Regions from separate parts of the Scylla paramamosain genome. Here region 2 is linked to region 1. A link is a contact called in public Hi-C data. All regions are on one chromosome and are shown on one strand. The core of a region is the stretch at or near the end of the contact, and the rest is flanking DNA. Distances in the headings are between cores, read along the strand shown. Region 1 has its middle 61 kb from the start of LOC135105946. Region 2 holds the start of LOC135105950 (protein extra-macrochaetae-like).

What was found. Hi-C and Micro-C count contacts between places; a contact is called where the count stands out from the background.
Region 2: a contact with region 1 is called in a Hi-C map of muscle, with 3 times the contacts expected there. The contact joins the promoter of LOC135105950 here to the enhancer-like site in region 1. A contact is called at or near these places in 2 of 2 Hi-C or Micro-C datasets (muscle and testis).

The regions. Positions count from the first base shown.
Region 1 is chr12:25,617,895-25,624,881 of ASM3559412v1, forward strand. No RefSeq gene overlaps it. Among protein-coding and RNA genes, the nearest start is that of LOC135105946, 61 kb to the left of the region's middle. Within about 2 kb of position 1,572, the one cell type or tissue checked has an H3K27ac peak away from gene starts, as active enhancers do.
Region 2 is chr12:25,711,917-25,719,543 of ASM3559412v1, forward strand. LOC135105950 (protein extra-macrochaetae-like) reads right to left here and starts at 3,892. Exons shown (of 2, transcript XM_064014686.1): 1 at 3,297-3,892; 2 at 2,772-3,135. The coding sequence starts at 3,810. The coding sequence ends at 3,526. All of the region lies in intron 1 of LOC135105947 (D-ribitol-5-phosphate cytidylyltransferase-like), which reads left to right.

The DNA.
Region 1 (6,987 bases), core at 322-2,821:
GCCGCCAGTCCGCCCACCCTCGCTCGGCAAAAACCCCGACAGACACGCACACCCCAAAAAGAAACATTCACTGCATCGCTTTGCCTTCCCACACCCCAGAGTTACTTATCTAGAAACCCTTCCTTGTCCACGCCATTGTGCTGTCAGGGAGAGGCCCAAGGAGTCCTGATTCCCACACTCCACCAACCACTGTCTGCCTTCGCGCCACGTGACTTCATATCCCTGAGTCCTGCATGACGGAGGGACAAAGGGGGTAGAGGAAGCAAGTCTCGTGGCCTTACCAGGTTGATCCATATAATTACTCACGTCAGGGGTGTGGCTCCCAGGCGGGGTATCTGGTCTGCCGCTCACGTACACACCTGGCTGGCTGGCGGCGGCAGGACACGTGGCCACATAAATACGTAAACAGTCCTGACGTGTGAAAATATAGCGAAAGTTTATAGCCTCACCTGATTCTCCTTCACTATCCTGACCTCCACCCCCAACCACCTACCTCCAACACACACACACACACACACACACACTATAACCACATCACTCAACGGTCTTTTTCCTTTCAAAACAAATCGTCATTTATCATGATGAAGGTGAGTTCCCACGAGTCGTGTCATTACCTGCCTTTCGCAGGTGTTCCTCCACGCCAGGTGATGTCGCCGTCCGTCTGAAGCGCAGGGGAAACGTAAGTAATTGGTCGTTTCATTCATTGGTTCTAACAGGTTTATTGCAGCTTGTAAATATTAGATTATCGTGGTTCCAAGGGAGAGAGTGAGGTTTACGAGCTTGAGGAAGAGGCGGCGGTGTGTGCAAAGGGCGACGGGAGGTTATCAGTAGAGTACACAGGTGTGGCGTGAGATAAAAAGTTAATTAAGGAAGGTATATCAAGCGATTCAATACCTCTCTCTCAAAATGTTTACTTCTGTGTGATACATTTCGTGGAATTTGATGGATTTGGATTTGTAGGGTCAGTGAGACACACACACACACACACACACACACACACACACACACACACACACACACACACACACACACACCCTCGCACACACGCCTTGTCTCTCCATTCAGTTGAGTCAGATTGTGTGTTTCTTGTCTCTTTATTCCACCAGTGCTTACTTTGTCTTCCTGTCACTGCCTTGGCGCCACGACCCCCCCCACCACACTAGTCTTCTCCCACCGTCCACCCACTCCATCTCCCCGCCACGCCCTCACACACTCTCACACACACACACACACACACACACACACACACACACACACACACACACACACACACACACACACACTCAGTACCTAAAAATAAACACACTCGTCTATTTTCACTCTCTTGACTTTCTTTCCTTACCTTCGTGTTGTATTTCTACTCTCCCTTCCGCGCTAATAAGAGAAAAACAAGTAGAAAATATTAATCCCTCACTGGTATTCAAGATAGCAAGAGACACACGTCCCGGTTCAAGTCAAATAGGACAGACAGTAGAGGCGGTGTGGGTCTCCCGGAAGTCGAGTCTTGCCCGCCCTTGCACGTGTGGCACTCAGGCAGACGTCGCCGCCGCCAGGACGGGTAGGGAGGGTAGTGGTGGTGGTGGTGGTGATGGGAGAGACTGGTTAAGGAAAGAAGGGTAAGGAGTAAGGGGATGAAGAAGGAGGGTGGGAGTGTAACTGTGTGTATGAGTATAAAGAAAAAAGAGAGAGAGAGAGAGAGAGAGAGAGAGAGAGAGAGAGAGAGAGAGAGAGAGAGAGAGATTCCGTAACTGTATAGACTCTTCATCCTCCTCTCCATATACATTTTCCCTCCCTCTCAAGCTGCTTCCTCCTCCTCCTCCTCTTCCTCCTCCTCCTCCTTCTCCTCCTCTCTTGCTTCCTCTTCCTGCTCCTTCTCTACCTCGTTTAGTTTGTCAAGTAAATGCAGGTGATGGCATTGAAGATCTTGTAGGTGACGGTGATGCCAAAATGAGCCCTGTGTGTGTGTGTGTGTGTGTGTGTGTGTGTGTTTATGCTCCTGCAGGTGCGTGAGCTCATTAATGATGGTGTGTGTACTGAGGTCATCCAGGTGTGTGTGTGTGTGAGGTGAAATATTGAATTAAAAGTGGGGTATGAAGGAAAAACGATAAACAAATGCATCAGGTAGTGTAAACAGTCTCTCAAGGGTCAACATATTTGCTGCTGTGTGTTCTTTCCTCGTATTCTTTTGCGTTCCTAGTAGTTGCCTGGCTTTGTTTTCTAGAATTCCACCTGGTCACTTCGTCTAGACCAATAATTTACTTCAGATATTTCCTTCTTCGTCCTACTCCGCCTCCTCCTTTTCCTTCTCTGTTGTTCTCTCCAATTCCTCTTAATCCTCTTTTTTTCCTCATCTCCCATCCTTCGTTTTTCTTCTCTTGTTTACCTTACCCCATCTTATCCTTGCCAGCTTTACTCTATCTTATTCTTTCCTTCTCTTCCCTCCCCTTTTCCTTTCCGTCCCTTCTCTTCTTTTCCTTACCCTTCCCTTCCTTACCATCCCCTTCCCTTCCCTTCCCTTCCTTTCCCTTCCCTTCCCTTCCCTTTCCTCTCCTCCCCTGTCCTCTCCTGCCCCTCATCCCGGCAGCAGGACAGGCAGGTCAGCGAGAAGGCCAGACACCCGGACCTGTTCTGCGATCACTTGGGTTTCAACACCACCATGCAATCCCCAAGGGTAGTATCTGTTGCCCATCCTGTTCTTGCACCTTACTGCCCACTGCCGTTCCGTTAAGAGAGAGTTAAACTACGAATAGAAAAAATAATCGAGCTTGTAAAAAAAAAAAAGTATTTCACCATATCGCCACCAAGCCACTTCACAACTCACCACAGAAAGAGCCGCAGAAAGTCACGTGTTTCCTTCGTCACCGCTAACAATCACACTGCTATAAGGCTCCAGTTCCCCTACCCCTCAACCCCGACTGCCTTTCCCGTAGCGATCACGGCCTTATCAGAGCTCGAGTGGGGTTAGCATGAGTGGCAGCGACGTATCGAGCTTTCACCAGGTAGCTTACGGACACCTGGACTGGATGACACACCTGAGTGGCATACGATGTCTCGCAATACCTGTTCCGACTAATAGGGGCAGCTACCTGTGATCCCACCTGGCTATCGGTTGATTGGCAGTCACTAAAAAGCCACGGTTCTAGTTTTACCATTTCTAGTAAGTACTCACATCTGGTTCCTCTCGTGGATGTGATGGTGATAGTGATGGTAGTTGTTGATTTGTTAGTTGTGGTGGTGATGTTGTAATGTAGGTGCCACGCTTTTGATTTTGCTGTTTCTGCATTATAGTATTCCCCGCAGCCCCTCTCGTGGTGCTGTTTGTGATAGAGGTAGTAGTCGTTATTATGATGGCGGTGGTTGTGGTGGTGATGTTAATGTTGGTGCCATCAACTTAATGATTTGCTTTCTTTCTCATGGCTACCTTCTGCCCTTATTTGCTTTTTCTCCTCCTCCTCCTCCTCTTCCTCCTCCTAGTCTCCCTCTTGCATTGCACCCACAGCCTCATCTCCATCCTCATCAACATAAGCATCACCACCCCACCGCCACCACCGCCGTCACCACCACCACTTAACAACGCCACCCCAGCGAGGGCGTGTGTTGGGTGTATGTATGAGAGGGCGCGGCGTGCACACCTCGGCGTGGGGGCGTAGGAGTGGGTGAGGGGGAGGGAGACCACATGGTTACCTTTACCACACCTGGCCAGCCTAGCGAGGACGGAAGGAGGGGGGTTAGAGGAGAGATACCGAGGCCCAGGTGATAGAGAGAGAGAGAGAGAGAGAGAGAGAGAGAGAGAGAGAGAGAGAGAGTGGGAATGCAGATAAAGAGGGAAGGGAAACCTAATCAGGTCGGTGACACACAGTATGTAATGGACAAAGCGGCTGGTGGTCAGGACGAGCGGGGCGAGATGGGTGTGTGGCAGTGACGGAGCAAGGCAATTTAGCAGGCAAGCAGGGAGGCAGCAGGGGGCGGGCAGCAGGCGGCAGGTGGGCTCATAATGTCTGAAATCACCACAAATCACCCCTGCTTCCGGCTACGTCGTGAGAAACAGCGACGAGAAGAAAGTTGCATGTATACGTAGTGGAGACGGGGAGTCCAATTCGTGTGAACCGTGCAATACTTAGCCCGGTGACAACCTCACGTCGCCTCCTTCAGCAGCACACGGGACACAGACTAGTGGCGCCCGTGATAAGCCGCGACGCCACACAAACATTCCTTTGGGGACGCGCCACAGTCTTCGTTAGGAGAGGGCGAAGAGAGAAAAACAAGGAAAAAAAAAGAAAAAAGAGAGGGGAGCTTGTGAGGAGGTGGGGCTCTGACAAGGGCCTTGGTCATCCCCGCGCCTGGTGGGTGAGTGTGACTGTGGGGGCCGCCGGTGACGTCACGCCCCCGTCCGTCGGCCACACAGGTGCAGCCCCGCCGCGCTGTCGCCGCCACACAACCCGCAGCTGAGGCAAACAATCTACCCGCTGCCTCACTCCCGCTCGTCTCATATTGCTTCGTCCACCGCCGACCCGCCGCCGCCGCCGCCGCCCTCACCCACCCGCGCTCCCTGTGATAACACGAGGAACATCTTCAGTGTCGGCTAAATATAATCGTCTCTGTAAATACGATGTGGATGATTCACGTATACGTTGCTCGTAACTCCTACTACTATTCTCGCCCTTTCCTCGCCGCCCTCCCGGTCTGCCTCCCTCCTTCGCGGCCAGGCACCACGCAAGGCACTATTTCTGCCCGCGGACACGTCGTGGATCTGCGGCGAGCGTATCCCTGCGACACTCCCCACCCCCAGCGGCGTCCTCCGATAACCCTCACCCTTTAGAGCGAACAGCTCCACAAAGCATCGCTCTATTGCGCTTCAGTGGCTGAGGAACACTTGCCTTATCGCGCTCCTTCACCCCCCTCCAGTGCTAAGGGGGAGGGAATGCTTGATGGGAGGGGGAGAGTGGGAGACAGGCGGGGGCGGGTTTGGTCAGGCTGAGTGGTGGGTGTGTTAGGGCGTGGGTTGCCAGCTGCTGGGCCACCCATTATCACGGGTTCAGTAGTGGGCAGATTGGCAGCAAGATTCACTGATAAACTCCGCCGACATTTGTTTCACATGGTCACGGAACACGAGAGGGAAAGTGGATGGCATCTTTTTCCATACACAGAGCAAAGATGACGAGATATTATGTTTATTATGTATTTGTGTTATGGTTGTTTGTTTGTATGCATGTATTCATTTATGTGTGCTGCGCCACTATTAAATATATGTACGTATTTCCTATGACGTCAGCATGAAATAATTCCATGAAAATAAATGAATATGTATGACTGTGTTGTGTATGTAGTGCGCCAGTCAGGGTATCTGTTATCGGTGTGTGTGTGTGTGTGTGTGTGTAGGTTGACAAGCCAGACCTTATTACGCCCCTTTTCCCCATTACCATTTGACGTTTGTTTATCACCACCTGTGGCACGTATTGTTTCCAGTAAGGCTGTTTGTGCTGTTGTTTTTATTACCGTGATTTCATTGAACTCATTAATAACATCATTGTTAATTAATCTCGTAAAATGTACTGGCATTCGTTTTTCAGTCACTCGAATTGCTAGAAAATACACACACACACACACACACACACACACACACACACACACACACACACACACACATACATACCCCACAAACACACACACATACACACACACACACACACACACACACACACACACACACACACCTGGCCCTGTGAGTCACACAAGTGCCACCTGGCGTCCCTAGCTTGTTCAGAATAGATAATGAACAAGGGAGTGATGGCGAGAACTGGCAACATTCTCCTTCCTCCCTTGTCTCCCCCTTCCTCTTCTCCTTTTATCTCTCCCTCCTCTCTTCCGGTGCCTCTCCCTCTTTTCTCTTTCTCTCTCTCTCTCTCTCTCCCTGGTTCTTTCTGCCTTTGGTCATTGGTTCCTGTGTTCCTCTCTGCGTTTGTTTTTGTCAGACTTTTTTTTCAGACTTGTACAAACGTGTTTTTGCCTCCTCTCATTTATCAGCAGTTCAGGTTCATCTAGATTCGATGAGAGGGAAAAAAGAAAAAAAAATGCGACAGGTAGCAATTATTCCAAGCGTGGCTGCCGTATTAGCTTACATCTGTTATCCATGTGGCTTCTGGTGGACATCTGCGGGCACCGGGGCGCGGCCAAGGGTGCATGGCTGGAGGGCACGTGAGAATGGAAAACCTGAGGCAGAAGTGCGTGTCTCCTGAGTAGAGGGTGTGACTCTCTGCGAGCAGGTGTTTAGTAGTCTTCGGGGGTAGACATGAGGGGGTGTGGGGGGAGGGATGTGGGGGGAATGTCTTGGGACCTGATTTAATATCTGATCGGAGCTTCACATCGCGTCCGTGGCCCCCTGCGGGTTGATGGTGCCTCTGGGTGTCTGTCTCATTGGATCAGGTCAGGAGAGCGCCTTTTACGGCCACAGGTGGTCGGGGGAGACGAGGCAAGTTAATGAAGGTGTGCTGGTTATGCCTCATCCATTCTTATTCCAGCATACCAGAAAGCATAAAGCATGCGCCTGAGTGTGAATGAAATCCTTTGTGATCTCGCCACTTCTGACATTTTCCCGTTCCTGGATTCGGAGGTGTTAATTAAACATTTTACCAGTTCATTCATCGCACCTGCGCAGCGAGCGTCGATGCGCATTCGCCATTCGCTCGATTCACTCATTCAGAAAGTCAAGGTGTGGAGCGAGTTCATTCATCGAAGCAGAAATAAGAACAAACCACAGCGGCCTACATCAGATAAAGCCTGGCCTTCCTCCGCACATCCTGCGCCGCCGCCGCCCTCGCCGCCGCTCCCTCATCCCTTTGCCACGTAAAACCCGCCTCCTGTGATCTATCTCCGCCAGGAAAGATCGTATTAATTATCAGGAGCCTATCGGTCACCGCCCAAAGTGTTCGAGGCCTGGCAGGTGTGAGGTGGGATGTCTCGAGACGCCCCGGACACGCCCCTCGAGCC
Region 2 (7,627 bases), core at 2,642-5,141, 96 kb after region 1:
TATGTGGTTCTTTGGGTTCCTCTTTTTTTCCTAGTCCATTTTATGCCGAAAAGGGAGGATATGAAGGGGAGGAATGAGAGAGAGAGAGAGAGAGAGAGAGAGAGAGAGAGAGAGAGAGAGAGAGAGAGAGAGACAGAGAGAGAGAGTCTTCCTGGCCATGCGGTGTTTTGAAGCAGTGTGAGTAGCAGGTAATCCCTCTGGTGCCTCACAGGTCCTTTGTTGAGTGATTGTCCTCTCTCTCTCTCTCTCTCTCTCTCTCTCTCTCTCTCTCTCTCTCTCTCTCTCTCTCTCTCTCTCTCTCTCTCTCGTAGGACACCCGGTATTGGTGGTGATGAAATAGGACAACAAACATAAGATCTAAGATACTCAACCAGTCAGCCGGCCCTTCTCTCTTTCCTTCTTCCCTCCTCCCCTCCTTCACCGCATCTTGTTCTTATGCCCTCCCCTTTCCTCCCCCTTCCCCTGCCAAACCAGCCACCACCTGAAGACCACCATTCTCTGCCCCTGTTGGGTATAGGCCGCCCAGGTGTGTTCCGTCACTGAGCCCGCGAACAGACCCCACCTTTGAGGAGGCACATGAGTTGCCGAGGGGAGGAGGGGGAGGAGAGGCGTGGAGTAGACTGTTTTGGCGATCTTCAGCAGACATCGGGGTGGTTGGAAGACATCTAGAAGGTGTCTCTGGCTACCACCCAGGATGGTGGTGCCTTAGCAGGCCCTTTATGCCTGACCAGCCGCCTTCCTTCAAGCAGGGTCCCAGGTTCCCAGGCTGCACAAAACCGCCACAATGCCGCGCGAGGGAGAAGGGCCGCACCCAGCTGCCGGCGACCCCGCTCCCGGGCCACCTGGTCGAGACTCCCGGCACCTGGTGGGTCTTGAGGCGCCTCTAGCTATTTGCTGGGAGGGGGTCATGGAGACGAACCGGGACCCCCTGAGGCGGCCCGCATTCCTCAGGGGGCGCCGAGAGGCTCCCTTTGCTTGTAAGGAAGACCAATGATGCGCGTGCATACACGACCTGACCGCCACCTTCAAGTGCTGTTTTTCTCAGTCCTCTCTATGCTGCTCTCGGAAAGCTTGTAAACAACGAAAGGGATCTCAGAGAACATGTGGGCGCCGGCTGGCTGTGACACCTGGAGGAGGTACAGGTCAGGCTGTAAATAACGCGGTGCTGCTCCGAGGTGCTGCCGGAAACCACAGGGACCAAAGTCGTCCATCAGGGAGAGCCTCGCCGCCCCTGCACGGCCGCTGTGGGCCAGGCTTGAAGAGTAATATTTGTGGGGCCTCTCCCCCACTATTAGGCGCCGCGAGAGGCCGTGGGGGATGCATTGATGTGTGTCGATCTTCCCAGCCGAGATGAGATACTCACCGGCCGAGACCTCGTGATCATGGTCATTACTGCGGCGCCCCCCGATGCCCGGCCAACGTGAGGGCAATGCGGCGGCTCGAAAAAGTTGCCCTGGACCCCTCATGCGCATTACCTCTCAACCCCGAGTCCTTCCCCACGCCGCAAGTTTCATGTGATAATACTCCCCTTGTATTGTTCACAGGTGGCGATCTGTGTGGGAAGCGATTTCTCAGGCAGACTGATCTTGTAACAACGTTAGTGCTCAGCAGTTGGGCCTCGGCGGTAAAGTGGTGGGAAGGGTGAGAGGGAGGAGGGGAGTGGAACCTCGTGATGTATAGGCGGGGCAGGCTGAAAGGGGAAGGGGGTAAGGGCAGTCCACTTCCACCCACTCCATCCCTATTATAGCCACTACCTCATAGCGGTGATGGTGGTGATGATAGAGCAGGGAGGAATGTGGCGCGGCGAGGAGAAAGGAAGGCAGGAAGTTTAGTCTTACGTTGAAGGAACCCAGTTACATTTACCTTTGTTGTGAAATGGGTCAATATTTACGAGACATTGAGATGCACCATGCGAGCGGCCGTCAGTCCTCGGCCACAAGACCTGGTGAATGAGGTAAGCACGTCAAGAGATCTTCCTGCCGTTAATGAGGACACGTTGCTTCACCCACGACAGGTATACAAAGATAAGTGCAATCAGCGGAGGTAACGTGGTGTGAGGTGTAAGTGATGAAACTTAATTAGGGGATGTCAGGAATAATGTGTATCAGATAGGAGAGCGAGGACGTCTCGACCTAATGAGGCGTTCGGTGATGGCGATATGATAAGAGCTTGTATCATCTCTAATTTGACATGACTTGACGGCTTGATGCAGAACCCGGAACGTACTCAGCGAGAGAGAGAGAGAGAGAGAGAGAGAGAGAGAGAGAGAGAGAGAGAGAGAGAGAATCCCCTCATCTACCCTCACACCTGTGATGCGTCACGTCCCTCCAGCACATGGCCTCCCCGCTCCATGCATATTTATATATTTGGAGACCGAATAAGCGTGGCTGCGCCCCACCTGCGTTTGGCTTTGCATTATTCATTCATAGCTTTCCCCGGAGGCATTGGCTCATTATGCTAATTAACACCTGGGCGAGAAGTCAGGTGTCAGGTGATCTTCCTCTCGAATCCTCCCCTGCGGCAGACTGGTCCTGGGGCGATAAAACACCTGCAACAGTGCCCCAGGGTGCGCCGCCAGGACAGCGACGCTCGCAGCCTGGCAGGTGTGCAGCAGCGTGGCCAACCATGAGCCGTCGTGTGATGTGACTTCTAATGACTTAAGGCACGTTGCAAACTCGTCGATTCTTGCCATTACCCCCTCAGAGTCACGCATTCTTTTCATTTCATTCTGTGTCCAACCCTTCAAATGTCGGATCAATGAAAGGAATACATATACAAAAGATGTTTATTTTCATAAAAACGTATACTTTATGTATGTATAAGAACATAAGTCTCGAAGTCACGAGACTGCAAAGGGCGGTGCTACGGTGGCGGAGAACTGCAGGAGACTCTGCGCCCCGCCCCTCCCCAGCGATGCCCACACCCAAAGTTGTAGCTCCCTGGTGCCCCGATGCTGAGGTGTCCATGCTGCCAGGGCCGCGACCCTAGCAACTCCACATGGCTAAGAGTCCACCATGGGCCAGAGTTGGCGCGCGTCAGCCGTAGAGTTGAGGACTAACACGAGACACGAGGAGCTGCAGCCGAGCTTCTGTAGGCCAGCTGGTCCTCTGCGTTGAAGCTTCATGCTCACGCTGCCTGGGAAAGATAGGAAAAGAACATAAATACTTTTGTTTTTCACAAGTGAGTATTACCTTATGGGTGATGAAATATGGACTTCGAAATGTTATGCTGAATATCACATGCTCATCAATCAGATCATAACATGAATCCTGTGACTGGCGTGAGGTCAAACTTACCTATAGGGCTGGTGGGAGATGTGGACGGTGTGGGGCAGTGGTGGGAGGCGAGCGGGGTCAGGTCACCTATCAGGGGACGACAGGCAATTAGTAGCGCCTCATGTCAGCGTCTTGGTCACATCCCTCCGTCAGCAGTTCCTCACTACCCTGGCGCCCTGACTGTCTCTGGACGCGTCGTCGTCGCCTTTCGAGCCATGGCGACCTTAGGCGACGAACTCCACGTCCCTTCTCAGGAACTCTCCACGCACTCCATCTCCTCCTCAGAGGACGAGTCCTCCTCACAGGAGCTGAGGGCGTCCTCCAAATCGTAGATGTAGTCGATGACAGACTGAATCAGCTCCAGCTTGGTGACAGGTCGATCTTTGGGGCAGAACGGCACCAGGTGCTGCAGCCGCTCCATATACATGAGCACTTCGGCGCCCTCGGTCTTGGGTGGCGCCTTGTGCACTTTGCCGTCCATCACCCCCATGACGGCCTGAACGGGGGACACACAGCGCTGAGCCCGCATCTTCATTCACTCGGCTTGAGTAACACAACAAAGGAAACCAGAGGGTTCTGTCCTCTCACAGAGTGTAGGGAAAATTGTGCAGACTCGCCGGATGCTCCGCTATTTATGGAGCGAGGCAGTGAGGCTCCTCCCACCGTCAGTCCCGCAGCCAGTCGGAAGCGGCCCAGCCGGGTGTCGTCCGGTTGCCAAGACCAGTTTACATCACATTAATTGTGCGTCTCCTCGTCGTTATTGTTTCTGCTGATAAATCAGATGTTTGACGTCTCAAGGTCACTCAAGTACATACACGTTGCTCAAAGCAATTACAGAGGCGGCGAGCAGGAATGATGGCGTAAGGGCGCGCGGCGCGGCATCGGCAGGAACCTGGGAATGCAGCTGGCGGGCGGCGGACGGGCGGGTGACGTCGGCGGCCGCGTCAATACCGGTGGCCGGGCTGTCGCACATCTGGCCTCGTGTGTCCCATCTTGGCCAGGTTCCCACGGGCTCGTATAGTACAGCTTTGACCTGACCTGACCTTGTCCCCTGTTGGTGACCCGTGACGGCCACGCCCACAAGCCCACCAGGCAGCAGGAAGACGACCACAACTTCCTGCAATGGAGTCCTGCCGCCGCCAGGAGGATGACGGGGTAAGTGGATGGCGAACGGTAAACACGAATTATCCTGTGAACTCATTTTCCCTTGGCAGATGTGGGGAACATGTTGCAATATCCTTTGAGATGGTAGAATGAAGAGGGTGAGACGTGTAACGAACACATCACACGAGGGGCAGCTGGCTTCCTCCCCTCCCAGCCCTCCTCTCTCTCTCTCTCTCTCTCTCTCTCTCTCTCTCTCTCTCTCTCTCTCTCTCTCTCTCTCTCTCTCTCTCTCTCTCTCTCTTCCCGACCTTCCCCGTCCACCGTTGGTTGCCCTCATCATCCTCACGCCCAACACCTGCCTCCCCCCTTCACATCCCTCTATACAGCTGGTACACACTCCTACATACGCCTCCCGATACCTCTCTCTCTCTCTCTCTCTCTCTCTCTCTCTCTCTCTCTCTCTCTCTCTCTCTCTCTCTCTCTCTCTCTCTCTCTCTCCTCTCCTCTCCCCTCGTTCCTCCCTCGTCACTCCCATCAGTGAGAGAAGAGAAGGAACGGAAACTCGCTATTAACGCAAATTTGGCAAGTGTCTCTCTCTCTCTCTCTCTCTCTCTCTCTCTCTCTCTCTCTCTCTCTCTCTCTCTCTCTCTCTCTCTCTCTCTCTCTCTCCATCCCTCACCCACCCTTCCTTCCTCCCGCCCTCCTTCAATCCCACTCCCACACCCTCCCACCGCAAATTGTAACTTTTACCCACGGTGATAACACGCTCAGCTTCGCGACAGATGTTACTTTGTGATAACAGTTTTCCCTCCCGCCGCTGCTGCATTAACAAACTCAGCCAATCGGGTCGCGTAACCATTGGGATTACACTGTCGCCGCTGTTGTTTTCACTCCCAATTAAGGGATCGTAGGATGGAGGCGCAGGATGTTTGGGATTGTTCTTGCTGCTGGTACTGCTGGTTGGTGATGCTTCTGCCTCTGTGTTTGCTGCTGATATTGCTCTTAGGTATATCAGCTTCACTTTTTTTTTTTCTTCGTGGAGGTGTGAGGATGGAAGGGTATATTATATTTGGCATTATGATAGCGCTTGAGTAACATGTGTGTGTGAGTGTATATATTCTTTGTGGATTCCCAGTATTTTATTCATGTGTGTGTGTGGTAACCGTATTCACACACACACACACACACACACACACACACCATCCCCCGACAGGTGTGCGGTGGTCAGGCTGGAATGCCATTCATAGCCCGGCGTCGCCAGCACACCTGCGCGCTGGATGGTCGGGTAATTACGCCCTTTCCAGCTCCTCCCTCGGTGTCCAAATGTTGAGGCGGAACACGGGCGGTCGCGGCGGGAAGCGAGGAGGCTATTACCTTGAAGGAGCGTCGTGGTGGGTCGAGGAAAGCATTCGAAGGGCAGGGCGGGGAGGGATTGGGCAAGGCGTAGCAGCGTAGCGGGCCCAGGTGGAGGGGACGGGACAGGATGCGCATATTGCATAGTTATATGTATATGATTGCACGTATTAGTAAAGGTGGTGGTTGCAGAATTGGTGTTGTGAAAGCGATACTGTGTGTGTGTGTGTGTGTGTGTGTGTGTGTGTGTGTGTGTGTGTGTGTGTGTGTGTGTGTGACATTTATTTCAGCGGTACATATACTAAAGTTGCAACGATATGTATATGTAGATGATTAGCAGTGTCAGTGTCACTGTGTGTGTGTGTGTGTGTGTGTGTGTGTGTGTGTGTGTGTGTGTGTGTGTGTGTGTGTGTGTGTGTGTGTGTGTGTGTGTTTATGAGTAAGACATGACTCCAGGAAGCCATTATATCGCACGTATCTTAGACATCCTGTGCAGGTGTCACCAGCTGGCAAGAAAAAAAAAGTCTTTCTTTCACTCCCTGCGCATGTCGTTGGCCTTGTTCACTCCGGTATTTACCTTTCTTTCCTCACCCTTTCTTCCCCAATCAGCCCCTCTGACCCCCAAAGACCCTTCTGACGCCACCGTGTTTTATCCTGCGTCCTTCAGACCGTCCGCCGTGCAGTGCGTCAAAAGGGGATTACGCATTTGTGTCCTTGTTTTTATGTAACCCAGCAATGTCGCACTTACAGCAGGAGGAGGAAGAGGAGTAGACGAGAGTGATAAGTTGTCCCACCGAGTTAGTGGCAGGGTGCTGGTGTACTGTACCCGGGATCTTTTCAATAGCAGCCGGGTAAACATATGCTCAGAAAGGGTGCGTTGGGTGTTTAGGGTGTTAGAGCAGTCATGCATGGACCCACACACACTTTTTTCTAACGTTTGTAACCCTCCTCTTTTTATGGTAGATTTTAAGGATAAAAATACCGAAGAAATTCCTGTCCTTGGATAGATCACCGGAACAGAAACCTGAAAAAGTAGCATTTATCCCTGTCCTTACAAGTACCGCAGCAGCAGGAGCCTGAAAAGTAACATTCATCCGTGTCCCACAAACACCATAGCAGGAGGAATGTAGAAAGTAGCATTTTTCCCCCCAATCTGAGAATCCCTATATCAGCAGGAGCTTGAAAAGAAGCATTTATTCCCGTCCCCAGAGACGCCACAGCAGCAGGAGCCTAAAAAAGTAACATTTGTTTCTGGGTCGCTTTGTGTGCGTGAGGAAGGCCAGTCAGCAGACACTTGGAGGGCCGCGGCGGCAGCTGGGTGAGGGCGGTGCTTTGGTGTATTGGGAAGAGACGCCGGGTGGGTGCACGAGGCAGGCAGCTGGGTGGAGGAAGCCGTTACGTGGGGGCGACCACTGCTGGGTGAAGCCTGTTGCTGGTGGGGAAGCGAATGAGAGCGAGAGATGTGTTGGGGACGGGAAACACCAGGGCGGAGAAGACGTTACGTGGTGGGAAGTAGTGACGGCTGGAGATGGAGGGGAGGGGGAGACAGTGGGAAATGGAAGGCTTATTATGAGGTAGGAAGGTGAAACAGTGGGAGGCTGTGGTGAGGTGAGGCTCCGTGTGAGGGGCTGGTGGTGAGAGAGGAGGGTCTGTGTGGAGAAGTGGAGAGAGGTATATGCGGTGTGGGTGGATGGGACGCACTGGGTGAGGAGTGGATGGAAGAGAAGGGAGAGTGGGGGGTGAGGCGATGAGAGAATTGAGACCCATATGAAGATGACAAGAGAGGAGAGAGAGACAGACATGTGGAAGAGGTTGCTGAATGAGTAGAGAGAGAGAGAGAGAGAGAGAGAGAGAGAGAGAGAGAGAGAGAGAGAGAGAGAGAGAGAGAGAGAGCA